Linked DNA regions of Danio rerio: region 2 is linked to region 1. Evidence: chromatin contacts called from public Micro-C data. All regions are on one chromosome and are shown on one strand. The core of a region is the stretch at or near the end of the contact, and the rest is flanking DNA. Distances in the headings are between cores, read along the strand shown.

What was found. A called contact is a pair of places that touch in the nucleus more often than the background predicts.
Region 2: a contact with region 1 is called in a Micro-C map of caudal fin, with 7 times the contacts expected there. The contact joins the enhancer-like site here to the promoter of plk3 in region 1. A contact is called at or near these places in 3 of 18 Hi-C or Micro-C datasets (caudal fin, hematopoietic stem cells and an unstated tissue) and 2 of 4 datasets of contacts at active chromatin or transcription factors (embryo and gastrula embryo).

What each region holds. Positions count from the first base shown.
Region 1 is chr2:38,576,493-38,584,044 of GRCz12tu, reverse strand. plk3 (polo-like kinase 3 (Drosophila)) reads right to left here and starts at 4,724. Exons shown (of 15, transcript NM_201308.2): 1 at 4,430-4,724; 2 at 3,069-3,176; 3 at 2,871-2,987; 4 at 2,662-2,791; 5 at 2,481-2,568; 6 at 2,298-2,393; 7 at 1,121-1,319; 8 at 851-977; 9 at 398-510. The coding sequence starts at 4,630. cacybp (calcyclin binding protein) reads right to left here. Exons shown (of 6, transcript NM_212887.1): 6 at 7,008-7,430. The coding sequence ends at 7,271.
Region 2 is chr2:38,763,726-38,770,719 of GRCz12tu, reverse strand. rasal2 (RAS protein activator like 2) reads right to left here. Exons shown (of 18, transcript XM_073927633.1): 2 at 493-620. Among named protein-coding and RNA genes, the nearest start is that of rasal2, 59 kb to the right of the region's middle. Within about 2 kb of position 5,614, at least 35 of the 62 cell types and tissues checked have an H3K27ac peak or open chromatin away from gene starts, as enhancers often do. A contact at or near this core is called in caudal fin, where this site is marked.

The DNA of each region.
Region 1 (7,552 bases), core at 3,475-5,974:
AAGAGGAAGTTGCATTGTTATAAAAGTCAGAAGTACTTCCTTATGCTCCATTAATCATGCACAGTTTACAGTGGTTTTCCATTGTTGTGTCTCAAGCTAAAAAAATAAAAATCAATTTGTCATGTAATAACTCGGCGTCTGTGAGGGTTTGTCATTTTGGATTTAGTTAGTATGGAGTTATTCTGAGACGTTCAGCAAAATAAGCTGAACGACTGCACTCTATTATTCATCTATGGCTGCTTTCAAAATGGGTCCTCACTGAGCTTACTTTAGCTATCCCACAAAACAGTGTAACACACAGACACCGCTTTCTACGACAGTCATGAGTCAGTATATGATTAGAGCAGCAAAGCTATTAATACACACCAAAGCACAAAGTTAGAAAATGCATTATTACCTCATTCACTCCCATTGTCTTGTAGCTCATTTGCCGACCGATGGAGTGTTTCACCATGCCTGACACCAGTTTAGAAATGTCATCTTTCTCCTCAGAAGTGGTCTTCTCAACAGCTGGAATAATATTTTAATTTTAATAGACAATAACGTTGGATTCCAAACAATACTATTAACTAAAACCAACTTAACATTTGTTTTCCAGTTAAAAGAAACCAAAAGGGAAAACTAACTGAAATTGAAAGAGAACTGAAACAAAGTAAAAGCCTAATGTGTGTGTGTATTGTTCCAAACATCTTAAAGACAAAGAAATATACACTATTAAAAAATACAATTTATGTAAAAACACAAAAATAAAGACAAAATATAAATATTTTAAACTATTTTGTAATTAAAATCTACTACAAAAGGTAATAAATAGAGCTCAAATAAAAGTGTGGTGTCAGTATCCACATACTTTTCGATTTCTTCTTGCCAAATAGACTTTTAGCCATCTTGGTGAAGAACTTCTTAGCAGGACTGGGTGGATTAAGCTCAGGCACCATCACACAGCTGCTGGGAGGGAGTTTTTCTGGGGTGAAACCCTGAGGGAGGAAAAACAAATATCAATTAGAGAATTTAAAAATTTAATTACAACGCATCAAGTAAATGCCTTTATAACCTAGTTAAAAGGAAAGAAGTTTAATTACTCTTTGGACTGTGATAAATGATTACTCCGTATGCTAACCTTTGTGAAGTAGTCGTGGGCCAGTATCTGATCCAGCGTAAGGCGGTCGCAGGGGTTTTTCTGAAGGATAGAGGAGATCAGCTTCTGTGCCGATGGAGTGAGGGATGAAGGAAGGCTGTATTTCACTTCCTTAATACACTTGTAGGTCTCTTTCAAGTCTAAGGTTTCAAAAGGTGGATTCCCACACAGTAGAGTGTACCTAAATAAACATAAAGAGCTTGTCATCATGGCTGTCACATCTGATGCATCATAATTCAAGTATTTATTATGGACTTTCCATGAAATTAATAGCATTCGTTGACACCAGGGATTCCCAAACTTGTTTTTTGTCAACCAATATAGCTTGCAATATATACTTAAAGGGCACTAATAATTTTAAAATATTAACTTATTTTTTGTTTGTTTGTTAACTAACTGTTAATGGTTTCAATAACAGTTAAAGGTATAGTTCACCCCCAAAAAAGTTATTTGCTCACCCCTTTACTAGTGCCAAAACCTGCTTGAGTTTATTTCTACTGTTTATTGTAAAAGATAATTTGAGGAATGTTTATTTATTTATTTATGTTTTAATGCCATGTCAGCAGCATTGGCTATATTCATAGTAAAAACAAATTTAAATAATGTTGGAAACCAGTAACAACTGACTTCCGTATTATTTGTTTTTCCTACAATGGATGTCAATGGTTACCAGTTTCTAACATAGTTTAAAATATCTTCTTTTGTGTTCAATGGAAAAAAGAAACTCACAGGTTTGAAACTAAATGTGAAGTAATAATAATAATAATAATAATAATAATAATAATAATAATTAGTTGAAATAAAATTTAAAAAATAAGTGAAATAAAACTACAAACAAGCTGCCAAGTTTCATTAATTTTAAAATACTAAACAATTTAATACACTTATATATAATAAAAAGTACAAATTAAATTAAACATGCAATATATATACACATCATAAATACATTTATCAAGGCTACAATAGTAACTGAATGTTACTAGACACCCTTTAAAAAGGTAAAAAAAAGTTTTAATTTATTTAGTAATTCTTTTATGCATTAAACATTCCATCTTTACTTTTTTTCTCATTAAATTATTAACTTCATCAATGCATTCGTGAACCACAGTTTACAAAACAATAACCCTAATAACCCTACTGTAGTGTTGATAAGACTTACATTACACAACCCAGCGACCAAACATCTGACTCTGTCCCATGGCCTTGTCTGTTTAAGACCTCTGGCGCAAGGTAGTTTGGCGTCCCACAGATGGTCCTGCAAACACACAAACAGATTTCAATCAACACACCGCTTTAATAAGTTACTATTGAATTTATGAACACTGAAGGCAAGCAAACTCACTTCTTCCTCTGCTCGACTGTCTCCAGCTTTGCTGCCAGGCCAAAATCACCCAATCTCAACTCCATGTTTTCATTCACAAAAAAATTTCCTGCAAAAACAAAAGCAGCATATTTAAACCCAGTACATTTGACGACCATCACACTAGGAAGTAAACAGCAGACAGAGGAATCAAAAACGCTACCTAGTTTGAGGTCTCTGTGGAGGATGCCTTTGTTGTGGAGGTATTTGAGTGAAGAAATGATCTGTCTGAGGTAGTAACGTACTTCTGGATCGGTCAACGTGTGTCTTGCTTTCCAAATGTGTGCCAGAGACTGCAAACATCGAAGAGTAAGATTAGATCATGTAGCTTCAGTCCCCAAATGAAACCTGTTCTTGGTTGAAACAACTCACCTTTCTGCTGCAGAGCTCAAGGAAGATGTAAATATTGTCTTGGTCCTCAAAATGATGAGAGAACTTCACTACATGCTTGTGTTGGAGGCTTTTGTGGAGCTCGATTTCATTAATGATCTACAATGAAAATGATGAATAAGCATTAGAGAGGGGGCTGGAAATATGAGGATTCTACTTTGTGCTAGGTTGTTAATTTACCTTCTCCCTCTGGTGTGGCTTTGAGACTCTGCTTTGAGGAATAACCTTCACCGCATACATCTTGTTGTTTGCAAGATCAGTCATCTCATAGCACCGTGCAAAACCACCCTAAACATCAAAAGGCACAATATATAAATCACTCAGAATGCGTCAACAGGAAACATTGCAGGGGATTTCAATGCAAGATGATGATTAACTTCAACGATCAGCAGCAGGTGACTGTGCAAACTCAATGACAAACTGAAAGAACAGTTTCCTGCCTGCAGAAGCAACATCTTTAGAGATTTTGGGTGTTGTTGAACATTTTGTTCATGTTTTCAGCATGACTAAAGAATGTGGTCTAGGCAGCAAGTTTGGGAGTCTATAGATTTGTCACTCGTTTCATTGATATTGGAATAATTCAGTTACATCCTATATAGTCATTTAAACTTATAAATATATTTCTTCTATTCAATGTGTTGAACTTCAAATTTTGGTATTCATCATTCATTCTAAAATGCATAAAATCCTTAAGATTTTTAGTAGAACATTTTCTATTCATTCTCTTAGGCAGTCCCTTGTGGCTCCCTCTGTGAGACATGTACTCCGATGACTGTAGAATTGTATGTGATAACATACACAAATATAAAATAAGATATTAAAAACGTTAATAAATCAATTCCAGTTAAGCAATTCTATAGCTGACAAATTATCCTTCACATGTGATGCATTAGAACTCTGCACTTTCAACCCATTTAACATGCATCTTTAACCAAATTCTTTATCTCCAGAAACCAAACATGGGAGGCATTTTTGCATCAAAGTTTGATTAATTTCAGAACCTGGACCTAAAACATGTACAAAGGAATGACGTATTCTTTTCCCAGTCGACCAAGCCCTCCTTACAGCATCGCACAATGATGCGGCACTTTAAAGCCCAGGATCGACAAGACTTCCAATAATCGATCGCTTAATTCATATAAGAGCCTTGTTTTGAAAACAACCCAATGAAACTGAGACGATAGTCACTGGCTCCAGTGATCATAAAGCATTACAGCATCATTTCATTGATGCATTGATTCATTCATTCATTCATCCTTTCAAGACATCAAATCAAATTACAAAGCCAGTTCTCAATCCCAAACACAAATCAATTGCGATGTCTTGGCGTTTGAAAGAAATGCTGCATGCATTGCTGCAATGACCATCAGGTAGATTGTATAAAAACCCGGACAGGGCGGACTGCGGTCCAGTGGTTCTGGTGCACCCATGATGAACACCTCACCAAACACGAGACGAACACGAGACACGTTTGAGCAACGCGACAACACATACAGTGATCAAAACTCTCCAATAAATCCCGTTAATAGAAAACACCGTACCTTTCCCAAGAGCTTTCCTTTACAGTACGACCTCCCGGTCTTCGCGTCCACCACCACCTGCGCGAGCTCCGGCTTAACGTGCTCCGATTTACTCCGGCTCGGCTTGGCGGGCGGTGGAGCCGCTGGAGACGCTTTGAACATATCCGGATTCATTATTTTACACGAAAGACGCTGAGCTGTGGTGAAACAAGAAGGATCCATTCATTAAGAAAGATCCTTCTCCTTAGAAAATAAACTCCTCTGTGCGAAGTCCTGAAGTCTGGCGAAGTTCTCTAGTCCTGTGCGAGTCAAACATGCCCGGGTACCGGAGCCCAGCAGTATATAAACTGTCCATGACGTCACGGGCAGAGGTGGGGCGCCAGAAAGGGGAAGTCTAGAATAAATCAACGTCATTGGCTACTGGAGATTCAATCAAAGATCAGAGAGACGCATATGAAAGTGCAGAAGAAAAGTGAATGAAAAGCCGAGAGCACATCATCCTATCACGGCTGACGCGATTATGGACCTCCGGGTGACACAAACAGTGCTTCTGTATTCTTCGGTTTTAACTTTCTGATATGGATGTTACTTTTTTGTTTTGTTTTTCCCACGTGATAATTTGTTTTTCATGACAAAATCTTCACATAATTCAATGTTTCATTAAATAGACAATATATATTAATAATAAAATTTGTATATTTATAACATTTGCTCACGTAGCCTAATGTAACGTTCAGAAATGAAATTAGACATATTTACAAAAATAAACACGAATTACATCTACACATACTGTATTTACATCATGAGGACGAAGCCAAATTACGTCACTACAAACATGCATCTGTACTGAACGGAACTGAGAAACTTGTGGATTCATGCGCCCCCTTGTGTATGATAAACAAACAAGGAGAAACTTATAAAAGCACATCATGTTCTGTTTCTTTTTATTTTAGTCACTGAAACAAAATATATTTTTAACCCTAAAATATAAAAAGCATCTATATAGTGTCATTCATAGTGTGAAAATGTATATAAGAATTGAGGATGAAATATTACTTGGAATACTATAGTTGCAGAAGTGGAAAAAATAATTATTTATTAGATACTAGTACTTATTAAATAACTACTACTAATCTGATATTAGTACCTTTTAATTATATATAGTAGTTTAATTGTAAACTAGAACTAATTATATACAGGTATTCATTTTAGACCATTTTGAGGGATGTAAACAAAAACAATAGTTCCAAATCATTTCCTGTTTTACATTTTTAACTTCTACAGCTTCTGAGAATCCAAAAAGAGCCACATATTGATAAGTAATGTTATGATTGGAGTTTTAACATTAAGTTATGATTGAATTGCTTCTTGTTGCTGTTATGAAATAGTTTGATAATAAGCAGGAAATGTTCATGGGCCAATGACATGACCACATTGAAATGTTCTTAGCAGTTACAAGAATATAATACAACTTATTCACACTAGTACTGATTTATGTTTTCAAAATGACAGTGTTTATATTACTGACAAAAGCACATCTTCCAATTTGTTGATTTACACCTGCCTTTATTATCCTGCACCTTTTATTCTCCTGCCTTCTCAGAATCTTATTCAATCTCTTTCGATTTCCTGTACAATTTCTCTTATATTGTTAGCTTATTCTCAACCATTCATTTTCTTTTCGGCTTAGTCCTTTTTTTAATCTGGGGTCACCACAGCAGAATGAACCCCCAACTTACCCAGAATATGTGTTACACAGCGCAACCCAACACTGGAAAACACTGTGATGCCCTATACTCAACCAGATATTACAAAATAGAGGAGAAACAGGCATTTAAAAGGTACTGAGTAAGAAATGAGAAATTGTATTTGGGTCTAAACAGGTTTAATTAACCTTAGTGACTACTTTAACAAGCACTATCAGGTTTCCAAAGATAGTAGTATCTAAACACTCATTCATTCATTTTCTTTTCGGCTTAGTCCTTTTATTAATTTAGGGTCACACAGTTGGGATGAACCGGCAAGTTATCCAGCAAGTTTTATGCAGCGGATGCCTTTCCAGCTGTAACCCATTAATGGGAAATAGTATCTAAACCAGTGGTTCTCAAACTTTATTCATCAAGTACCACCTCAGAAAAAAATTGTCTCTTCAAGTACCACCAGTAAAATGAGCAGCATTGAAATACAGTAGCGTAGTTGGCCCAGTTAAGCAGCTACATCTCTGCACAGTTAAAAAACGTGGCAGATTACCTCTGAAATATAGGCTATATGTCATATATTACATATTATATACATAATTTTTGATACATTTTGAAATGTGTGTAGCATGTACATGACATTTCATTTCTCCGCGTACCACTAGTGGTACACGTACCACAGTTTGAGAACCACTGATCTAAACAATACTAATAAATAAAAAATAAGCACTAGCAGCTGACAAAAATCAAAATGGAAAATACACTAGTATCTGAAAAAAGTAGCGGGAAATCAGATATTGGAGTTGGACGCACTAAAATGGCCCATCATTTACTTGTTTTTACGCATGATTGTCTTATATATGTCAATTTATGCATCTTTAAAAAAACACAAGACAAGATAATACATTTACAGAGCTTTTATTTTGTTTTCCTAAGTGCAAAAATAAGTTTATGACAACGCACTGAATATGAATACCTGTGAAACAACATAAAATTACAGTGGGGATATGACCCATTTAAAGCACTTTTTACACAAACATTTCATTAACAGCCATAATTAACAGTAAAAAAATTCTGTAAAATCATTGCAATGAAGTGGAATGATGTGTAGAGTGGAGCAGCTGGATTTGGGCGCTTCACTGTGAAAGCAGGTTATTTATCTGGCTTAGAAGTCAAAATCATCTGGTTTGGCCTTCTTCTCCTGAGACTCAACCCAGGCCTTGTTGATGGTGCGTTTCATCTCGTCGTCACCATCTGTGTAGATTTTCTTTAGCACACTCATCAGACCCTCACTCGGATCAGCGTTCTCACCCATGCTTGGTTTACTGAAACATAACAGTTACTATGAAGTTATCTTTTATATGAGCCAAATGTAGTATAATGCTGATGTTATCCTGATAATAATGTATTCTGCAGACAAATCTTTCTTTCAAGTTTTAATTCAAAT
Region 2 (6,994 bases), core at 4,365-6,864, 190 kb before region 1:
GTCGAGTTTCTTCACTGCTGTTTTGCTTTTCCTGAACACTTCCGGGATGTACAAGTGGCTCAAACTCGCTCATTTTGAGCCAGGAACCGGCGGACGTGCAAAAATTTAACTATGAGGTAAACACAAAACAAAACTTTCCATCCGGAGCTCCTTCACGGGACTCCACACTTGTAAACAATCGCTCCATCAGGCTCGCACCATTCACGCATTCAACAGTTCAAAATATTAATGCTATTAATTCTATACATAACTGGAAAAAACACAATGGACCCCTAAAAAAAAAACGTCATTTTTAAAAATTTGGAAAGCATTTTTTCATATCAGTTATAAAATCAACAATAAATCAGTTCCAAACCAATAAACTTCATCCACAAGCGACACATTTAAACCCTCAAAAAGGGTGAAATGTCCAACAAAGCACCAACATCATCTGTGTGTCTTCCTCCTGAGATGGAGGAAGAGTGAAGAATGATGGGATAAAAGCGTTCTTACCTCTTCCTCCTTGTTGAGCAGGATGAGCTGGCTATCAGTCAGGATGCAGTATTTCCTCTCCCAAACGCAGGGCTCGGTGAAAGGCGACTGTCCGCAGGAGAAGTGGTGACTGGCGGGACCCTTCACATCTGTGCACACGGGACAGAAAAGACACCTAAGAATAGGTTGCCACTAATGAGGACCACCACAAATACAGACCCTCTTCATATTGGCGCTTTTCCTTCAGGCTCAAACTTCAGGACTAAGTGCAGCTTTTAATTGGACTACATTTTCCTTCACATCTCGCAGAAATAGACACGGGCCCTCAGAGAGGAACTAGCTAGCTCCTCTTCTTTATTTAATCACCAGTTCGCTACACCAAAATAGACGGCAGACAATGATGCCGTTCAGAAGAAAATGAGTCACGCAGGACTCATTAAACACTGCTGTTTGCAGTTTCTCCATCACCAGAAGCAATTGCACAAACAATAAGTTTTCAAAATACACTCATACGGTCATTTTTGGACTAACAGTGCTGCCTGAAAAATCATTATTCTGCTTAAAAGTTTGGGGTTGGATTTTTAAAAATATCAATACTTTTAAAAAGTACATTTATATAATAAATATTGCAATATATATTGCAGTAAAACAAAATATATTGCAATGTCAAATGTTTTCCAATATTGTGCAGCCCTATTATATTCATTTAATGATTTTCCATTTTAATGTTTTGAAAAGCAAAGTATTGCATTGATGACTGAGCTTAATGTTTTTAAGTCGTTTCTAACTTGAGTTCTTCTAAAACCTTCTAATCTCAGTACTTCAGGATTCTGCAGGGACAGTGTGTTTGTGTTATATGTATCTGTATGTTTATGTTATGTTTGTGATGTCTGATATCCATATATGACATGTAGTCCATACAGTTCTTATAAAAGGGTCAATATTAGAAGGTCTGAACTTGTTTGATCGCAATAAGTGATATTAATATATTAATAAGTGACACTTAGAAGTCTTGAAATAACTTGTTACACAAAAACATCCAGCATGTGCTTAGTGTCACTGGACCTGATATAAACTTTTAATAACATAACACAGACAGATAATCTCTACTGATCACACACACAGACACACACACACAGACACACACACACACACACACACACACACACACACATTTGATTCATTTTATTTGGAATGACTAATACTATTAAAACAACACAGCATCCAAATAATCGTAAAGAGCCCATAATGTTTCACAATAAAAGCAGCATGCAACCATTGATGATCTTTTGCGTGGCACTAGACACTCAATCCACTCTACGTGCAGTATTAAGCAAATGGATTAAGGATAGAGATGGCATCGTCTTCTCCACACATGAAGACTGCCTATTATTGCAGATACAGAACAATACTTTGCAATTTGTTTAGAGTTTTTTTTACTGAGTCCGGCAATTTGTAGTCCTCACACACACACACACACACACACACACACACACGCACACACACACACACACACACACACACACACACACACACACACACGCGCACGCACACGCACACACACGCACACGCACGCACACGCACGCACACACACACGCACGCACACACACACACACACACACACACACACACTCGCGTTCATATATATATATATATATATTATATTATATTATATTATATGATTGATGGGCTTTTCTCAGAACATATGCCATTAGACATTCACATTAGACACTCAAAATCCTGGAGGGACTGTAAAATGATGAGGTGCTGGTTAAGAAAAAATTATGTAAATTATAAGACACATTATGCTTAAAACACTTGCTGAAAATCTTAACTAAACATTTTACTACCATATATATTTTGCCGAAAAAAAAAATAAAGAATGCTAAATTGTATTTATTTTGAAAAAATTGAATAGACACCCTCCTTTAAAATGTTGTTGTCTTAAGTATGTATGCTATTTCCACTCAAGAAACTCACCTATGACATATCAAAAGTCAGATGACTTTTGGAAGCTATGGACACCTTTTTGGCATTACATTAGTATTTTATCTTGATTTTCCATTCTATGGTGTTTGTTTTAGCTCTTAGCCTGACTGTATTATCCTGTTTACTTCTTTGTAAATTTTCCATTTTTTTCCTACTCTATAGTTAAGACTGTATTTGTGCTGATGTATTAAAATAACCGATGATTAATAAAAAATAAAAACATTGAATAGACTGTTAAAAGCGGTTTATATAGAGCATGTAAGTTATGTAAATGCAAAATGTAGTGCATTTATCAAAACGGATTAATTGTGTAAATAGTGGCACCACTATATTTTCTGCAAACAGTTTCTTTTAATTACACTTAACAGCACTATTACATTATTGGTAGATTTAATTACAACCAAAAATTATCTTGACCTCATATTCAATAACTGAAACAAAGCTGACATTAAAATGTATTGATATTGAATTTACACTAAGATTATCTCTAAAAGAATATTTTTCAATTTATTTATTTCAAAATGTCATGCTAAACCATGTGTGATGACGAAAGTGCATTATGAGTTACAATGTTGAGTCTACTTTAGAAGAGCAGTAATTTAAAAGTAGGCTGTTCTACACACAGACACCTGTAGAGGGCAGCGTTAAACTAGTTTACAACATTACTCATGCTTTTCATCAAATCTACCTCTTTTAAAGGGGTAGTTCACCCAAATCTGAAAATCTGTAATCAATAACTCAACATTCACTTGTTCCAAACGGTTTGACTTTCTTTCCTCTTCTGAACAAAGAAATATGGAAACCAGTAACCATTGACTTCTATAGTAACAAAAAAAAAAAAAAAAATATATATATATATATATATATATATATATATATATATATATATATATATATATATATTATGCAAGTCATTAGTTACCGGTTTTCAGCATTCTTCAAAATATTTTCATTTTAATAACTGAAAAAAAAATTCTTTATTCAGTTGAACAAACGAAGATATATTAAAGCCCACTGGAAACCTGTAACAATTGACTTCCAAAGTAGGAAAAAGCAAATACTATGGAATACAACGGTTATCGGTTTTCAGCACACTTTTAAATATTCAGTATTATCTTTATTTAGTTGAACACAAGGAGATATTTTGAAGACCACAGGATACCTGTAACCATTGACTTCCACAGCAGGAAAAAACAAATACTATGGAAGCCATTGGTTACAGTTTTTCAGCGTTCTTCAAAATGTCTTCTGTTGCGTTTGAATGAATAAAGAAACTCATATAAAGCTTTTAAACTATTTGAGGATGAGTAAATGTGTAAATTTTCAGTTTTGGGTGAACTAACCCTTTAAAAGCACTCAATTTTTAATGATGTGATTTTTAAGAGAACAAACAAACAAACAAACAAACAAACAAACAAACATCTGCATTTTATAATTTTTTTTACAATTAGATGCTTTCTCAGTTTCAACTCATTTCTAGAAAAGTACAAGAAAAATGCATTTTGGGAACAGTCACATTTCAGATACTGACAATTGGAAATACTTTGTCAGATTGCATTCCGAGCAAAAAGCCTTACGATTCCCCCTTGTCTATTAATTGATCATTTAGACCTCCATCAGTCAGTTGTGAGTGACGGGTCTGCTGTGCGCTTGACCAGAGTGAGACTCAGAAAAAGCTGCAGGTCAGGGGTCGGGGATCAGAGGTCAGTCCGCCCCTCATGTCACTCCCAATCAGACAACTGTGGCCGCTCTACAGTTTTTTCCCAGGCGTCCTGACTAAATGGAGAGCACACAGACGCAGAGGAAAGTGACGCAATGTGTCTCGAGAGGACGGGTGTGACTGCTGCATCTCCGCTTGCTTTACTAAGATCAGCCTGAAGCAATGTTAAGATGAAAGCAAACAGGGCTGACAGAAAAATAACACTTGTTCTTAAACTACATGAGATCTGAAGGAGGAGTGCAAAGATAGAGATTTAGAAAAACAACAAACTGACCAAAATAGAGAACCTGCAAAATACAATCAAATCTAGAAAAATATAATCAAATATAGTCAAATCTTTTAAAATATGCCATTTTGAAAGCAAGGCTAGGTTTAAAACATTTAAATCTATAATAAAAGGTTAATATAAAAATAATTAATTAAAATAAATAAATAAATAAAAATAGACATTTAAATATATAATAAAAATTTAAATACAATTTAAATTAATTAAAATAAAAATATAAAATAACTTAAATATAAAATTTAAATTAAAACAAAAATTAAATCTATAATTAAAATAAATGTAAAATTTAAATTTAAATAAAAAAAATGTAATGACAAGAGAAAACATTAAAATCTATAATAAAAAAATAAATTATAATAAATAAAAACTAAATGACAAAAAAAAATGTTTGATTAAATTTTTTTAACACATTTAATATCGGTGGCTCTTAATAAAGAGAAATAACTGGTCTGTGAAAGAAATCAAACAATTAAACATTATTTTATCCACTGTTTCAGCAAACTATTAACTTAACTATTAACCTATAACTACTGACTTAAATGAATCTTCACGGACCACTTTTGCAGATAAAAACTGCCCTTACTGTAATAATGAAGAAATAAAATCCTATCTTGAATTTTCTGAGGGAGAGAATAAACAAACAGCAACTTTTCTTATTTGGGTGAACTTTCCCTTTAATTTTTAATGAAAAAAGCACCTTGCATCAAGTATTGCAACACATCCCTGCTTGTTTTCCATGGAAAAAAGCACGTCATACCATTTAGCAATGATATAAGGGCGATTAAACGATGACAGAAATGCAATTTAGGATTGAATTATCCATGTAATAGCCCATGAGACACTCACAGTGTTGCTTCATTATATACAACATTCAAAAAACACATTTCAATAAATAAATAAATAAATCAAATAAATCAAAATCCAAATGTATATTGTGACTTTTCGCCCAGCCATAAGTGTGAACAAAAGAATCTGAGAGAAAGAGCCCGATTGTGCCCAACATTGCTAACGTCACAAACCGTTCTTCTATTTACTGCTCTGCAAACAAGCATACAACTGTGTAAACAGACATGCTTTAATGGGTGTTTGGAGAAGTGCTGGCGGAGCGCCACTCAAGGCGGCTGTGGAGAGATGGAGGTGAAATGTGTAGGAGTGGAAGTGGAGACGGTCCAATCTAAAGCCTGTCTGTTTGTGTGGAGACGACAGCTCGCGCTCAGCAGCACAGTGGCAGCGGATAACATATGGACGGGTGATATGAAGCGGCTTCTCCAGAGATCTCATATGCCATTAAGAGACGTGCGAAGCTGTTGGAAAACAGTTGACAACTCCCTCTGATGAAACACAATATCTTTCATAATTATCGACGCATATTGAGACTCTCCAGGCATGAGGGACTTAAAAATAGACTCGTCTGATAATGCCAACAGTTGCATTACCAAAGTGTAAAGATAGTGCTACTCGCAATTTAATTAATTAACTATTTTTAAGCCCTGTGTCTTTATTATCATTATTTATACTAATGATGAGCCAATCTTCATTTTTTTATGGCCAGTTTTGATTTTGAAAGCAAAGCGACATTTGCTGATTCATATTTCAATTTTTCTAAAAACGTATTTAATTAAAACAAAATTGAAATTAGATAGTGTAATTTCACAATAAAAGATTTGACTGTAGCTTTGTGAAATTATGCTACATTAAATAAATCAACAGATGTACAACGAATAAAGAATATGAACAGCATAATACATTATAAATAGAGGGAGGTTTACTGTATCTTTAGATTTTTACATGGTGAAATTATCATACATCCTGCTCAACGTTTTTGAAATATGAAAAACTAAATTAAATTGAGTTATAATAGGGAAAACACACAAACACAAAAGTTTAAGGTCTATAATCGTTAAACTTAATCTTAAAAACATCACAGAAATGCTTGAGTAGATAATGATGATTCAATATTTGTTAAATGTGTTGATGCAGAATCTCTCATGTTTTTCTCTGGGTGCTTGGTCATTTGTCTGTCAGTTTACACACTTTGTAGCATTTCAAAATAAATAAACAAACAAATAATTGCAGTGCAATTTGTAAGCAAGTCTGGAAAAGAGACAATAGCAAAACAAAACACAAAACAACAAAAACACAACACAAAACAAGAAACAATACAACAAAACCCAACAAAAAAACAACAAAAACACAACAAAACAACAAAACATTACAAAAAATAACAAAAACACACAAAAAACACAAAGCAAAAAACGACAACAAAAAAACAACAAAAGACAACATAAAAAACAAAAACACAACAACAAAAAACAATAACACAACAAAAAACAACATAACAAAAACAAAAAAACAACAAAAAACTTAAACACAACAAAAACAAAAAAAACAACAACAGCAAGACAACAAAAAAGAAACAAAGAACAACAAAACAAAACACACACACACACACACACAAAAAAAACAACAACACAAAATCAAAAAACTATAAAACACAAAGAAACAACAAAAAGAAACCAAAAACAACA